Regions from separate parts of the Sus scrofa genome. Here all the other regions are linked to region 1. A link is a contact called in public HiChIP or PLAC-seq and promoter capture Hi-C data. All regions are on one chromosome and are shown on one strand. Each heading gives the region's core, a stretch centred on a gene start, on an enhancer-like site or on the middle of the called end of the contact. The rest is flanking DNA. Distances are from core to core; before and after follow the strand shown. Region 1 holds the start of UFD1 (ubiquitin fusion degradation protein 1 homolog). Region 2 holds the start of TXNRD2 (thioredoxin reductase 2). Region 3 overlaps TXNRD2 (thioredoxin reductase 2). Region 4 holds the start of RTL10 (protein Bop).

What was found. Promoter capture Hi-C pulls out the DNA fragments that hold promoters and counts their contacts. HiChIP or PLAC-seq counts read pairs in DNA pulled down with a chosen protein or histone mark.
Region 2: a contact with region 1 is called in an H3K27ac HiChIP or PLAC-seq map of alveolar macrophages, with 6 times the contacts expected there. The contact joins the promoter of TXNRD2 here to the promoter of UFD1 in region 1. A contact is called at or near these places in 1 of 5 promoter capture datasets (liver), 12 of 47 Hi-C or Micro-C datasets (embryonic fibroblasts, fetal heart ventricle, heart right ventricle and 6 more) and 1 of 2 datasets of contacts at active chromatin or transcription factors (alveolar macrophages).
Region 3: a contact with region 1 is called in a promoter capture Hi-C map of fetal liver, with 2.1 times the contacts expected there. The contact joins the enhancer-like site here to the promoter of UFD1 in region 1. A contact is called at or near these places in 1 of 5 promoter capture datasets (fetal liver) and 11 of 47 Hi-C or Micro-C datasets (embryonic fibroblasts, fetal heart ventricle, heart right ventricle and 6 more).
Region 4: an H3K27ac HiChIP or PLAC-seq map of alveolar macrophages shows a contact between it and region 1. The contact joins the promoter of RTL10 here to the promoter of UFD1 in region 1. A contact is called at or near these places in 1 of 5 promoter capture datasets (liver) and 1 of 2 datasets of contacts at active chromatin or transcription factors (alveolar macrophages).

The regions. Positions count from the first base shown.
Region 1 is chr14:51,131,336-51,134,325 of Sscrofa11.1, reverse strand. It overlaps UFD1 (ubiquitin fusion degradation protein 1 homolog), which reads left to right and starts at 1,506. Exons shown (of 12, transcript XM_001929622.7): 1 at 1,506-1,651. CDC45 (cell division control protein 45 homolog) reads right to left here and starts at 1,215. Exons shown (of 17, transcript XR_002338936.1): 1 at 739-1,215; 2 at 549-608.
Region 2 is chr14:51,383,480-51,386,469 of Sscrofa11.1, reverse strand. TXNRD2 (thioredoxin reductase 2) reads left to right here and starts at 1,374. Exons shown (of 18, transcript NM_001168702.1): 1 at 1,374-1,474. The coding sequence starts at 1,396. It also overlaps a transcript of COMT not described here.
Region 3 is chr14:51,360,069-51,363,058 of Sscrofa11.1, reverse strand. TXNRD2 (thioredoxin reductase 2) reads left to right here. Exons shown (of 18, transcript NM_001168702.1): 13 at 2,174-2,269; 14 at 2,440-2,532. Among named protein-coding and RNA genes, the nearest start is that of GNB1L, 19 kb to the right of the region's middle. Within about 2 kb of position 1,553, at least 22 of the 83 cell types and tissues checked have an H3K27ac peak or open chromatin away from gene starts, as enhancers often do. A contact at or near this core is called in fetal liver, where this site is marked.
Region 4 is chr14:51,340,787-51,343,776 of Sscrofa11.1, reverse strand. RTL10 (protein Bop) reads left to right here and starts at 1,394. Exons shown (of 3, transcript XM_021072470.1): 1 at 1,394-2,924; 2 at 2,927-2,990. The coding sequence starts at 2,720. GNB1L (G protein subunit beta 1 like) reads left to right here and starts at 748. Exons shown (of 6, transcript NM_001243455.1): 1 at 748-1,031.

The sequences.
Region 1 (2,990 bases), core at 257-2,756:
AAATGTTGATGATGGGCACACAAATGTTCACTGTACCATTCTGTCAACTTCGCTGAAAACCACTAAAGGAAAACACGGTTGGAAAGCTGACCTAGGTTTTCTGAGCGGATCCTGACCCAAGGGCCTAATCGAAGTTCATGGAAACACTACACTCTGTGCAGCGACCTTTTCTAACAAGAATCGTCATCTCCGGGACTGCTTATGACACCAGGGTGCCCGCAGCCCTCTGCCTCAAACCCCACAGAAAGAAGCCGCTACGGGTCTCAGGTCTCCCCGATGCAGCCTAGGTTACTGCAGACACACTAACTAGTCTCCTTGCTTTCTGCTTAGTTCTCCTCTAACCCACCCAACACTGTCCCGCCAGGGAAGAGCCCTCGCCCCAGGCCGAGCTCTCGCCCAGGAGGGGGTCCTTGCCCCGCCCCTCCCCTTGCCCTGTTCCCCCCTCCCTTTGCCCTGTCCCCCCTCCCCTTGCCCTGACCCCCACCCTTGCCCTGTCCCTCCCCTCCCTTGCCCTGTCCCCCGCCCGCCGGCCAGGTCTGCAGCCTCACCTGAAGGATCTTGCAAGCGCACAGAGCGTCCACGTCCGAGGCCACGAAGAGAAGGACCCTCTACCGGGGGGGAGGGGGGGAGCGAGTTTGCCGAGCGTTTATACACGAATCCCGGCCCCTCCCGCCCCCCACGGCCACACCCCCTCAGCCCTTCCCCGACAAGGCCTCGGGCGCCCAAGGCAGGGATCACCTGACTCTGGACCACCTCGTAGAATTCCTTGCGGAAATCGGACACGAACATGGCCACGGCGGCGGGATAGCCCGAACGCGCGCGGGGACCGAGAGCCCGGAAACCGTCAAGACTCCCGCCAAATCAGGGCTCTTTCGATTGGCCCAGGGACAAACCAGCGACCCTCGGCTCCCAGACTTTTCTCCTTTCTGATTGGCCTGTTTGGAGGGCGGGCACTAGCGCTCCGCCGTTCACGGCTGGAAGACTTCGGCCTGCCCCAAAGGGGCATCTGCCACAGGCTGGACGCGCTGGTGGTTGCGCATGTTAACGCTGACTCCGTTTAACTGGAAACCCGACGCTCGGTGTTTATCTTTACTTTGGGAAGAAAAGCCTACTGCCCCTCACTGAGACCTCTAGAAAAAAGAAACCTTCCCTCTGCAAATTAAATTCGTGTGTACATCAAAGAGTGCTTCCGTTTAGGATTTCAATTGGCTCGCGGCCTGGTTCAAGGGCGGAAGGGTGTCTTACTTCCGCCCGAGTCTTGGATGGCCGCGGCAGACGCCGGAGGTCTGCGTGCATTCTGGGTAACTTAAGCGGAAGGGGCGTTAATCCCATCAAACTCTTCTGGAGGGGGCACTGTCAAACTGCAGTTTAAAATAATCATGAAAGGTAGTCTAGAGTGCACATGTTAGGAAGGAAGGGGTATTTAAGCGCTCACTCAAGGAAACCTTGTACCCTGGCGCCTTTGCCTTTGTCCCTTGACCCAGCTGCGCCCTCCTCGCGCGCCTCTCCCGGAAGTGTAGGTGCGGTATTTCCGGTGAGTCCCGGATGTCCGCGCGAGGCGGCGGCGGTAGCGGCGGCTGTGAGGAGAAGTCGGCTTCCACCGCAACGTTCTTTGGCAAAGCGCACCTGCTAGGCCGAGGGGTCCACCATGGTGAGTGGCGGGGCAGGCTGGGGTCGGGGCCGGGGGCGGGGCGGGAGCTCGGCGAGCGAACGTGCAGCCGAGGAGGTGCCGACTCACCGGCCTGAGCCTTCCGCGGGCGCCTTCGCCCTCCGTTTCGAGGCTCTAGACCTGTGACGGCTTCCCTCAAACGAGCCCTGGATGGACTGGTAGGCTGAGGGGCAAGGGCGCGGGCGCTCGGGGCCCGTCCCCCAACTGAGCCCTGCCGGCTTGCGACGCCGCCACGCTGCCCGTGGCTCCCCTGGCCCTCTTACCTCTCAGTCCTGGGCCCCAGCGATGCCTCTGGAGGCGGGGGCGAGGTGTAGAGGCTGGGGGAGTGAGACTTGGAAGTCAGGCCTGGCTGTACCGCTGTTTGTCACCAGAGGGTCGCGCGTTTGCTTTGTCAAGAGTTTAAGCTGAGTGCGTCAGTGCCCAGTCCACCGAACAAGCGAGTATCCTCGTGCTCTGGGCTGAGCGCTCCGCGTCGGGATCATAAGGGGAAGGTTGAGGGCAGGTTGGGACCCGGTGTTCAACACCTTGTGTACGCGGTCCTTTTTGTGTTGCACCCAGAAGAAAGGGCTTAGAGGTGGGGTTCGAGTGACGAGGCGCCCACTCACCCAGAAGCAGAAGCGCCGTGTATTTGTTATGCCTCTGGCCATGATTTTGTTGAACTGAGTTCTGTTTTTTTTTTTTCCTCCCCCCTTTTTTTGTCTTTTTGTCTTTTCTAGGGCCGCTCCCGCGGCATATGGAGGTTCCCAGGCCAGGGGTCTGTTCGGAGCTGTAGTCTCTGGCATAGGCCACAGCCACAGCAACATGGGATCTGAGCTGCGTCTGCGACCTACACCACAGCTCACGGCAACGCTGGATCCTTAACCCACTGAGCAAGGCCAGGGGTTGAACCCACAACCTCATGGTTCCTAGTTGGATTTGTTAACCACTGAGCCACGACGGGAACTCCAGTTTGTACATTTTTAAGTGTAAAGTTTAGTGGTGTTAAGTACATTCACATTGTTGCATAGTAGATCTACAGAACTTTTTTATCTTGAAAAATTGAAACTCTGTCCCCATTAAACAATTCCTCTTCCCCCAGCCCCTGGCAACCACCACCACCATTTTTTTCCTCTCTGCGAATTTGACTTACTCTAAGTACCTCATGTAAATAGAATCACGCAGTATTTGTCCTTTTGTGTTTGGCCTATTACACTGAGCAGAATGTCCTCAGAGTTCATTACCGTTAGAGCAAATGTTGGAACTTCCTTCCTCTTTAGAGCCAAACAATATTCCATTGTATGGATGGACCACGTTTTCTTTCTTCATTCATTTGTCGATGGGT
Region 2 (2,990 bases), core at 125-2,624, 250 kb before region 1:
TCTCCACCTATAAAGGCCTCCTATAAAGACTGGAACAAACACTAACTGTGCCACAAAGCTCAAGGCCACTTCTGCAGGGTAGCCCAGCCTCCCAAGATGCCTGCCAACACTTACTGCTTGCAAAGAAAGCAACCATTGTAGCCGCACCTCCCAGCTTCTGCAGGAAGGCAGGAGCCCAAATTCCAGCTACTGTGTAAATGGGTGTCACATGGACCATGGTCTCTTTCCACTTTTTGTAATTTTTCACTCCCTGACTCTCTCAAGCCTCAATGTCTGCCGCATTTCTCCTTTTATCTTTTTTTCTTTTTCTTTTTCTTTCTTTTTTCTTTTTTTTTTTTAGGGCTGCCCTGCGGCATATGGAGGTTCCCAAGCTAGGGGTCGTAGCCATAGCTCCTTAACCCACTGAGCAAGGCCAGGGATCCAACCTGCGCCCTCATGGATCCTAGTCAGATTCATTTCCGCTGGGCCACCCTGGGAACTCCCCCACCCTCCTTTTAAAGGCCCAGCCCTCTCTGAGTAAGTCTAGAGGGATTCAAGTCCTTCCTCTACTGTGCAGTTACCAGAGTCTGCTGTGTTCTCCTAACTCCAGTCTTCGGGCAAGCCTCAAGGATGCCCCAGGAGTGGAAAGCCCTGGCAAGCAGCAGTATTCAGGAATCCGGCTGGAAAAGCCTAAAAGGCTGGTCTGGGGCAGGTCATACCCCAGCTTCCCCTTCCTGGTGGGGCAGCCAATCTGCTGAAAGGAAAGGCCCAGGGCAGTCCAGGGCCTGCCAGCAGTGCCCCTGGGAGGTGGTTAGGCCCCTTGACCATACCCCACAGTTGTCTCCCTCCAGAGGTCAAGGGCAGTGAGTCAGACTCTGATTCTGAAACCTGGTCCAGGTCCAAGCTCTCCCAGAAGCCACCCTCAACCCCAAGGTCTGAGTCCTGGAGGCTTGTAGTGGCCCCTGTGACCAAGTGGACCTGCACCACGACTCCCCCTCCCTCCCACCACCGGCCCCCATATCAGTAGACCCCACCTCATGTCCAGAGCCCCCACCCCAGGTCAGAGACCCCATCTCAGGTCAGAGACCCCACCACGGGTGGGAGCCTCCCCATGTCCAGGGATCCCGTCCCCGCCCCATGTCCGGAGAACCCCCTCCACCCCAAGTATGGAGATCCCCATCCCAGGTCCGAACCCCCATCCAGGTCCGGAGAACCCCACCCCAGGGGGAACTCCACCAGAGTCCTAATTCTCCCCGACATCCGAGGCGCCCTGATCGGCCCCAGACGCCCACTCCTCGTCTGGACCCCACCTGGTGGACCCTCGCGGGCGCACCCACCTTGTGCAGCCGTCCGTGCAGGCAGCGCGGCAGACAGCCCGGTCTGGCCGAGGACCCAAAGGCTGCGGCTGCTGAGACGATGGCGGCGCTGCGGGGACCTGCCGGGCTCTTCCGGTGGCGCTTGCGGGTCGTGCCGGGAGGGGCGCGGGGCGCAGCAGGTCCTGCGGGGGCAGACGGGGCGGAACGGGCGTGGGGTCGGAGGTCTGAGAGGGGGTCGGGGCTAGGGCGGGAGTCCTCGCGGGGGAGGAGGGGGTCTCCCGCAGGTCCTGCCGAGCGGAGTGACCACTGCCTGGTCCCCCAGCCCAGCGTTAACTAGAGTCCTGGCAGAGGTGATAATGGCAAGGCCACCACGTGCGGGTGCCCTGCACACCCCACGTGCCAGATCTCGCCACCTCCTGCCCAGTCCTAGCGCCACACAGCAGCATGTGCTCAATACATGCACAGGCAGGGAGTCACAGAGGGGACCAAGGGAACCCACGTGTTGAGCTCTGCTGGTGCTGTGGCTCTTCACTGCCCTATGGGGGCTCTAGGGGAGGAGAGGACTGGCTGCTGGACCTCCTGAGCTATCAAGGGTCCTGGGCCAAACCAGATGGAGATCCCATAACTGTAAGCAAGGGGAGGGGGGCTGGGCACAGGGGAGGGTTGGGGCCAGCCCTGCAGGACTGGCTCCCTCAGAGCAGACCATAGGACCACCATAACTGCCATGGCAGTGGGCCACCGCAAGCATGATGCATGCTCCCCACCACATACCTGAACAGGGACCACCCCCCAGACCTCACCCCTGGATGACCCCACAGGGAGTGAGTGCTGAGGGGCTGGAAGAGGGACAAGCAAAGAGCTCCTTCCCAGAGATGGTGCCCAGGGGAGGAGTGGCTGGCCTTTGGCCAGCCTTGTGCCTCCGTGGCCTGGGGAGCAGGGCTAGGGTAGCCCTGCAGAGTCTGGGGAGGCAGTTACCAGCTCAGGAGGTGGGGACGGAGCACTGCTTTCAGTGGCTTTGCTGGCCCTAAGGACCTTGCTGCACATGTCACACCGGAACTTTGCAATGTTTAAAAGCCCTTATGCAGCTGCAGTCAAGCCCAGGCCCTGCAGGCTGGTAGGAGAACTTGACCCTGGCTTCTGTCTCCACACTCAAGGCCAGAGGGGAGCCCCAGGGCCAGGGCGAGTAGGAGCTCACAGGGTGGGGGGATGGTGCCAACACCCAGCAAGGACTCCAGGGTCTGATTTTAAGCCTCAGCTTCCATTTTAGGCCGGAAACTCCTCTGAGCAGGAAGACACCTGCTCTGTCCAGCATGGGGGTGGCCGATGTAGCCCCTGAACAGGAACTGGAGTGACCGTGCTGCTGGTTTTCACCATTCCCGTAACCTCTGCTGCCAGGAAAGAGCATGGAAGGAGGACAGCTGTGTGGATGCTCCCCAAGCTGGCTTGCAGTGGCCTGTGGGCACCCAGGAGTTTCTACTTTCCCCAAAACACCATTCCCTCAGCAACCTGGCCCTACTTGCTGGGCTGCTCTTTGCTGGTTGCAAATCAGGCACCAGGTTCAGAGGGGAGCAGAAAATTAAAGGAAAGTGAGTTCAGGATATAGGGCAAGACAGACCTTTTCAGGCTGAGCCCTGTGTGCAGGGAAGAGGAGTGGTTGTGAGGTGCCCTATGGCGCCCCATGGTGTGAGTGGGTAC
Region 3 (2,990 bases), core at 304-2,803, 230 kb before region 1:
GGAGGACTTGGCCTCAGCCCTACCTCCTTGTTTCTCCTTCCTGTAGAGGGCGGTGCCGGGGTCAGGAGCAGTCGGCAGACCTTGCTGTGAACCTCCAGGGTTAGCGCTGAGGGACGGCCATCTGTTTGCACACCATGGCACAGGCCCCAGCCTCCTGGCCTTAGTTTATATCTGTCTTAGGTGGTCAGCCCCTGGTGAGGCTCCGGCCTGGGAGGCATTGGTCAGTGCCCCCAGGGGTTGGCAAGACCTGCTGTGGGCCCGTGGCCTATCCTGCCCTTGTGCCCTGGGGGGTTCCAATCAGAGGCCCCTCTCCCTGCTAGCCTCACTCCCTGCAGGCCTCTTGGCCATGAGACCTGGAGCTGTAGCTACGCAGCTCCTCAAAGTGGGTGGTGCCAAGCAGTAGCCTTTGTTCTCTCACGCTCCGGAGGCCTGAGGTCTGAGGTCAAGGTGTTGGGGTTGTGTTCCCTCCTGTGGGGAGGCCTGGCATCCCAGGCGGAGCTGCAGGCTCCAAGCCATCCTGTCTTCACGGGCATCTCCCCAGGGTCTGTGTGGGGCCCACCTGAATCCAGGCTGAGGTCTCAGTCCTCACACCTGCAAAGGCCCTGCAGCCCAGCAAGGGCACAGTCTGAGGTTCCAGGAAGACATGAGTTTGGGAGGTGCTGTTAAACCACCATGGTGTTAATTTATGTTCCTTCCCTGCACATTGAGCACTAGCACTTTTCTGGGTTCTGAGGCCACCGAAGAAACAGACAAAGGTCCCAGCCCTCATGGAGGTGGCTTTCTGGTCAGGGTCACAGAGGACACACAAGTGAGCTATTTCAGGTGTCACAGGTGGTTAGTGGGGCCAGAAGAGGTGGCCGCCATCACCAGTGTGTGGGACTGGCCCTCCCTTAGCCTGGCCAGCCCTGTTGTGACTCACATGGGGTCAGGGCCTTCCACAGAGTTTGGCACACATGGGAACATGCCTAAAGGCCAGCCTGCTCATGGGGCAGATGCCTGCCCCATGCAGACCCTCCTGCGGGGAACGTGGCCCCTGCTGTCCCCATCGTGCCAGAAGGGTCACCCCAGCCATGACCGGTGGTCAGCTGTGAGCCTGCTGGCTGCTGTGGAGCCTCAGGTACCAGTGAACCCAGGCTCGTGAGGTGGTGCAGATCCGTGTCACTACCACAGGGTGGCTCGCTGGGTGTGGTCAGAGCTCTGGCCACTCCTCCCTCCAGGTTGTCTGACTGTCCAGTTGACCTGTTGGTGTGGACAAGGCTTCATGAATGCTGGCTGTCCTGCGGCCCAGGCCACTCAGCCAGGCAGTGCCAAGATGCCTGTGGTCTTGGCCAGGTGAGCCCGACTCCGGCCACTGCGGGGCCCCGCCCACACAGTGTAGCCCATGGCATTGCAGACACATGGCCCAGGCCCAGCTGATGAAACATTCAGCCCCTCACTCAGAAAGGTCACTGTGAGCAGTCAGTAGAGCCAACCCGCAGGGGTCTGGTGAGGGCGGCAGGGAGACACCGTGTGCTGTGCATGGCCGTTTCCGCATTAGTCAGGCCCAGTGGAATGCACAGGCAGCCTTCACGGCTTTATCTCTGCCGATCTCCATTCATTTCTGGAATGTCAAACAACATCTGTATTTCCTGCTGCTGCAGGGGTGATTGGCAGCCCGTCCCAGGCTGACGCGTGCGGGAACTTGGGGGCTGTGCCACCCCTGCTCCCCAGCAGGACACACCCTAGGCCAAGGCCTGCAGCAGAGGGTGTCTTATCTGGGGTTTGCAATGGGCTGGGTGTGCTGGGAAGGCCGCATGTCTAGGTGCGCGGAGTGCTCCCAGGGCCTGTCTTAGCCCCAGTCCCTATTGATGTGGACAGTTGAATGGTTGAGCTTTGTTATGGGGGCAGCTCTCCAGGGTCACTGCCTCGAAGAAGAGGTCAGAGGGAAGCGGTAGGCCAGTGTGGCTGGCGTGGCTGTCATGGCTGGGCTTGTGAGCAGCCCATCTCTCTCTCCAGAAGGGGTTGTGAGCACTGGTGTCTCCCCAGAGCAGGACAGGGTTGGCAGGGGACACGAGGGTGAGCAAAACTGCAGGATTTTGCTGCAGAGGCACACCGCATCTGGGGGCTTGTGGAAGGGCAACACCCTGGGAAGGGTCCTCCTGAGTGATTGAGTGACCGTGCTACTTCCTTCCAGGGGCGGCCAGAGCTGACACCCACGGCAGTCATGGCCGGGAGGCTCCTGGCCCAGCGGCTTTGTGGTCGGTCCTCAGACCTGATGGATTACGACAATGTGAGTGTGCCCTGTGGTTCATGCCCTCCGCGCAGCTCCTTCTGGGGGGTGCATGTGTCTGTGTGCATGCATGTGAGGTGCCACCTGGAATCAGTGCAGTCACCCATCTGAGCCCTGGCCTGCAGTTGCTGCTCCCAATGCCAAGTACCTGACCCTGGTACTCCTTACAGGTGCCCACGACGGTCTTCACGCCACTGGAGTATGGCTGTGTGGGGCTCTCGGAGGAGGCGGCCGTGGCTCGCCATGGAGAGGAGGGTGTGGAGGTGAGTCAGGGCCCCAGGAGGGGTGGCCGGGACTCAGGCCCTGGTGACCCTCACACTAGACGATGGCTGTCTCCCTGCAGAGGCCCACTGGGCAAGTGGGGCTATTGGTGTCCATCCTTTCTGTGCCTGCAGCTTGGCCAGGTGGGGCGTGGGGTCCAGGACCATGACTATGATGGGCTGGGATGTTGGAGGGACCCCAGAAACGAGAGGGCCTTTGGAGTATGGCCCACTGCATCAGGCACATCTCCCTTAACCTGGAGACGCTTCTGCCCTCTAGCCTCCTCCTGTTCTCTGACATCTGCTCCCCTCCACCTCCCTCTTGCCCGAGTCTGGCCCCCCACCCCAGTACCTCATTTCCCTGTGCCTCCTCCATGTGTCTGGTCCTCCCCAGCCTCCAACAGCCAGATCTGGCCACCCACCCCAAAGGAAGGGGCCTGTCAGCAAACAACTGTCTCTAG
Region 4 (2,990 bases), core at 145-2,644, 210 kb before region 1:
ATCTTTGATTCTGACTCAAGGATCAAAGCGAGTGACTTCGGGTGCAAATGAAGATAACATTTCAGAGATGTCTTCATGAAAGGAATTGCTAGACCAGGGCAGAAAGAGAGCTGGTGTACATCACTTCCAGTGACCTCGGCCGCCTCGGTCCTGGTAACCCACCCCCCGCCATCCCGGCACCGCGAACACCGGCTCCGCCTGCGCCGGCTTTCCCAGGGTCGGGTTGCTGACCAGCTAGCCGCGCGGGGTCCAGCTGCGCCAGCCCATCCATGGCGTGGGAGCGGCCCGCAGGGGACAATCCTCGGGGCCATCCCTGCCCTGTAGCTACTGGGCGGCAGAAATGAGACCCTGCACTCACATCTCTAGCGAGGGGTACTCTTGCGGGCACGTCGGCTGGGGTCGCTCAGCCGTCCCTACCAACCCTCCTTGTACCCCGTCCCCCAGCATGCCTCCGGACGCTCAGTGTAACTCAGGACTATGACTGCGGCGTCAGTCCATGGGTCCTAACTGGTGACAAGCTGGACCCGCCGCCCCTCCACAGTGAGCCACTCAACTCCTACGCGCGCCCAGCGCCTGCGTACGCGGCCCCGCCCAACTGCTGGAGGTGGTCCTACCTGCGCTTGCGCACGCGGTCGGACCAGCTTTTGTGGCACTTGGAACCGCGTCAGGCTGGGCGCTCTCCCATCAACCCCCGCGCCACGCTGGCCCGCTGACAGAGCCCGGAAGCGCTTGCGCGGCCGCGGCCCCACAGTTCAGGGCGCAGGCGCGGCGTGGCCAGGGTGGGTGGGTAGCTTGGGGTGCGCCGGGAGCCGGCGCGGGGACTCACGGGGTGGCCGCTCGCACGCAGGGGGCGTGGCCGTGCGACTCCGCAGGCCTGGGACCTGAGAGAATTCCAAGTAGGGTAGCTACGGTCGGAGGGTCAGTGGGGCCGGCTTCCTGACCCCCGTCGACCGTGCCCAGCCTGGTCTCGGCCGCTTTGTAGGTGCAATCGGACTCGCCTTCGCGGGAGCCGGAGCGTCGGGGCTTCGCAGGTGGGTCGCTTCGAGTCGCGGCGCGTGAGTCCAGGACAGCCGCCACCGCACTTCAAGGGGGCAGGAGCGGGGGTGGTTCGAGGTCACTGCTTTTTCAGAGCTGGGTGGGGAGACGGGCCGTATGGCGAGCGGACAGCGTCTGCGTGCTATCTCGGGCTCAGCTTCCCGGCCGTTTTCCTCGGTGTTAAAACGGCACTGGCTTTCAGGTGGAAGAGCCCCAGAGGCGGCTGTGCTTGTGGGTCCGGAAGACTTGGATGTGGAGCTAGGGGTTGGGGGACCTGGTGGCTCCGAGTGCTGCATGCCACCCTGGGAGGTGCTAGACGGAAAGTCCCAGAGGAGCTCCCGCTGACGAGATAGGTAAACAGGTAGGAAGCTGCGAGGGAAAGTGAGTGCAGACGGGCGCCCCTAGGTGGGGGCTGGCGAAGCGTTGGGGTACGTGTTGGGGACCTGTTAGGAAAATCGCACCGAGAGTGGTGATGCAGAGAACGCTCTGTGAGGCCATGAGCAGACCTGGGGCTGCAGAGATCCGCAGGTGGTTACCCTGGGGATGGGATGGGCAGTGGGAGGGCTCCTTGCGTTGGAAGAGAACTGTGTCTCCTTTTCAGTTTTGTGTCTCCTTTTCAGTTATGCGCCTCTGGGCTGCTCCGGGGTGGTGATCACTCCCCTCCAGGCCGTGTGCAAGGGGTGACTTTGGGGTGGTGGGAGTTGACAAATCAAGTGGGATTTAACTCGAGGGATCAGAGATGCTGGGCTATGGAAGGGGGGCTGCAGGGTTGTGTCAGGGTGGGGTGGTTGCACTCTGAGGAGCAAGATGCATCTGGAGGATATGCAGGTAGCCCCTACCGTGCTTTTGATGTTGTGATGGGAAAGGCTTTATAACTCTGTCTGGGTACTTAACTGTACAGGGCTTGGGTGGCTAGGAGAGGGTTCATAGGACCATGAGGCCTGGTTGATAACCATTGTGCTGATGGGTGGTGGGGCACATGGTCTCTAGAGCCAGGTTCAGCTGCCTTCGCCACTTACTGGTGGGCATGTGGCCACAGACAAGTGACTTCGCTCACCACTCTGCCTCCAGGATGGCAAGAGGACCAGCCTCCTCAGGGGTCAGTGTGGGCGTGAATAGACAGTCAACATAAGGTTACCCATGTCTCTCCTTTCTCCTGAACCTCCCTGACAGCCATTCAGTCTGTCCAAGGAAGCCCCAGGAGTTCTGATCTGGTGCCCTTTCCTTCTTCCGGGCTTGACATCACTACCATTGATTCTTGCCCTTAAAACGTCATAGGTGGCATTTGACTGCCTTCCTGGACCTTTCAGGCCAGTGTCCAGGTCTCCTTCCACTGAGGGCTCCTGGTGGGGGCCGGGGCTTGGCCTGCTGTGGTCATCTCCTGCCGCCCAGTGGTGATGGTTGGGCCTAGTTCCTGCTCTTCCCACCTTGTTTTTGGACAGATCGCCTTGGATGGTGGCCTGCGCCAGACAGTCCCATCAGCTCTTCTCAGCTCTTCTGAGGCCACTGCTGTTGGCTCCCCCTCAGCGCTTGCCTGGAGCACCTGGGTTTGCCACAGCCCTCTTCAGACACCTTGTTTGCTGTGTCCTGTGCCACTTCTGCCCACCCTCCCTGGGTGCTGTCTCTTCCTCCTTTCTCCCCTTCCTTCTCATTGTTGGAGGGGCAGTTCCGGTCTGCCCCCAGCATGCCTTGTGAGTGGCACTGTCGGCAGGGCCCTCGCAATCCTATCCAGGCCACTGCCAATTATGCCAACGCTCACCCTTGGCAGCAGATGGACAGGGCTTCTCTGAGAGTCACATACAGCCCCCCAGTAGATCTCTGGATTAAGCAACCTTGCTGTGGGGACCCCGTGTATGTGCACATGACCACGGAGCAGAAGAGCACAGCAAGTGATGCTGGGGTAGGCCCACAGGAAGGGGGCCCCTGGCAATGTGCATGCCCGGCCTATGGCCCCT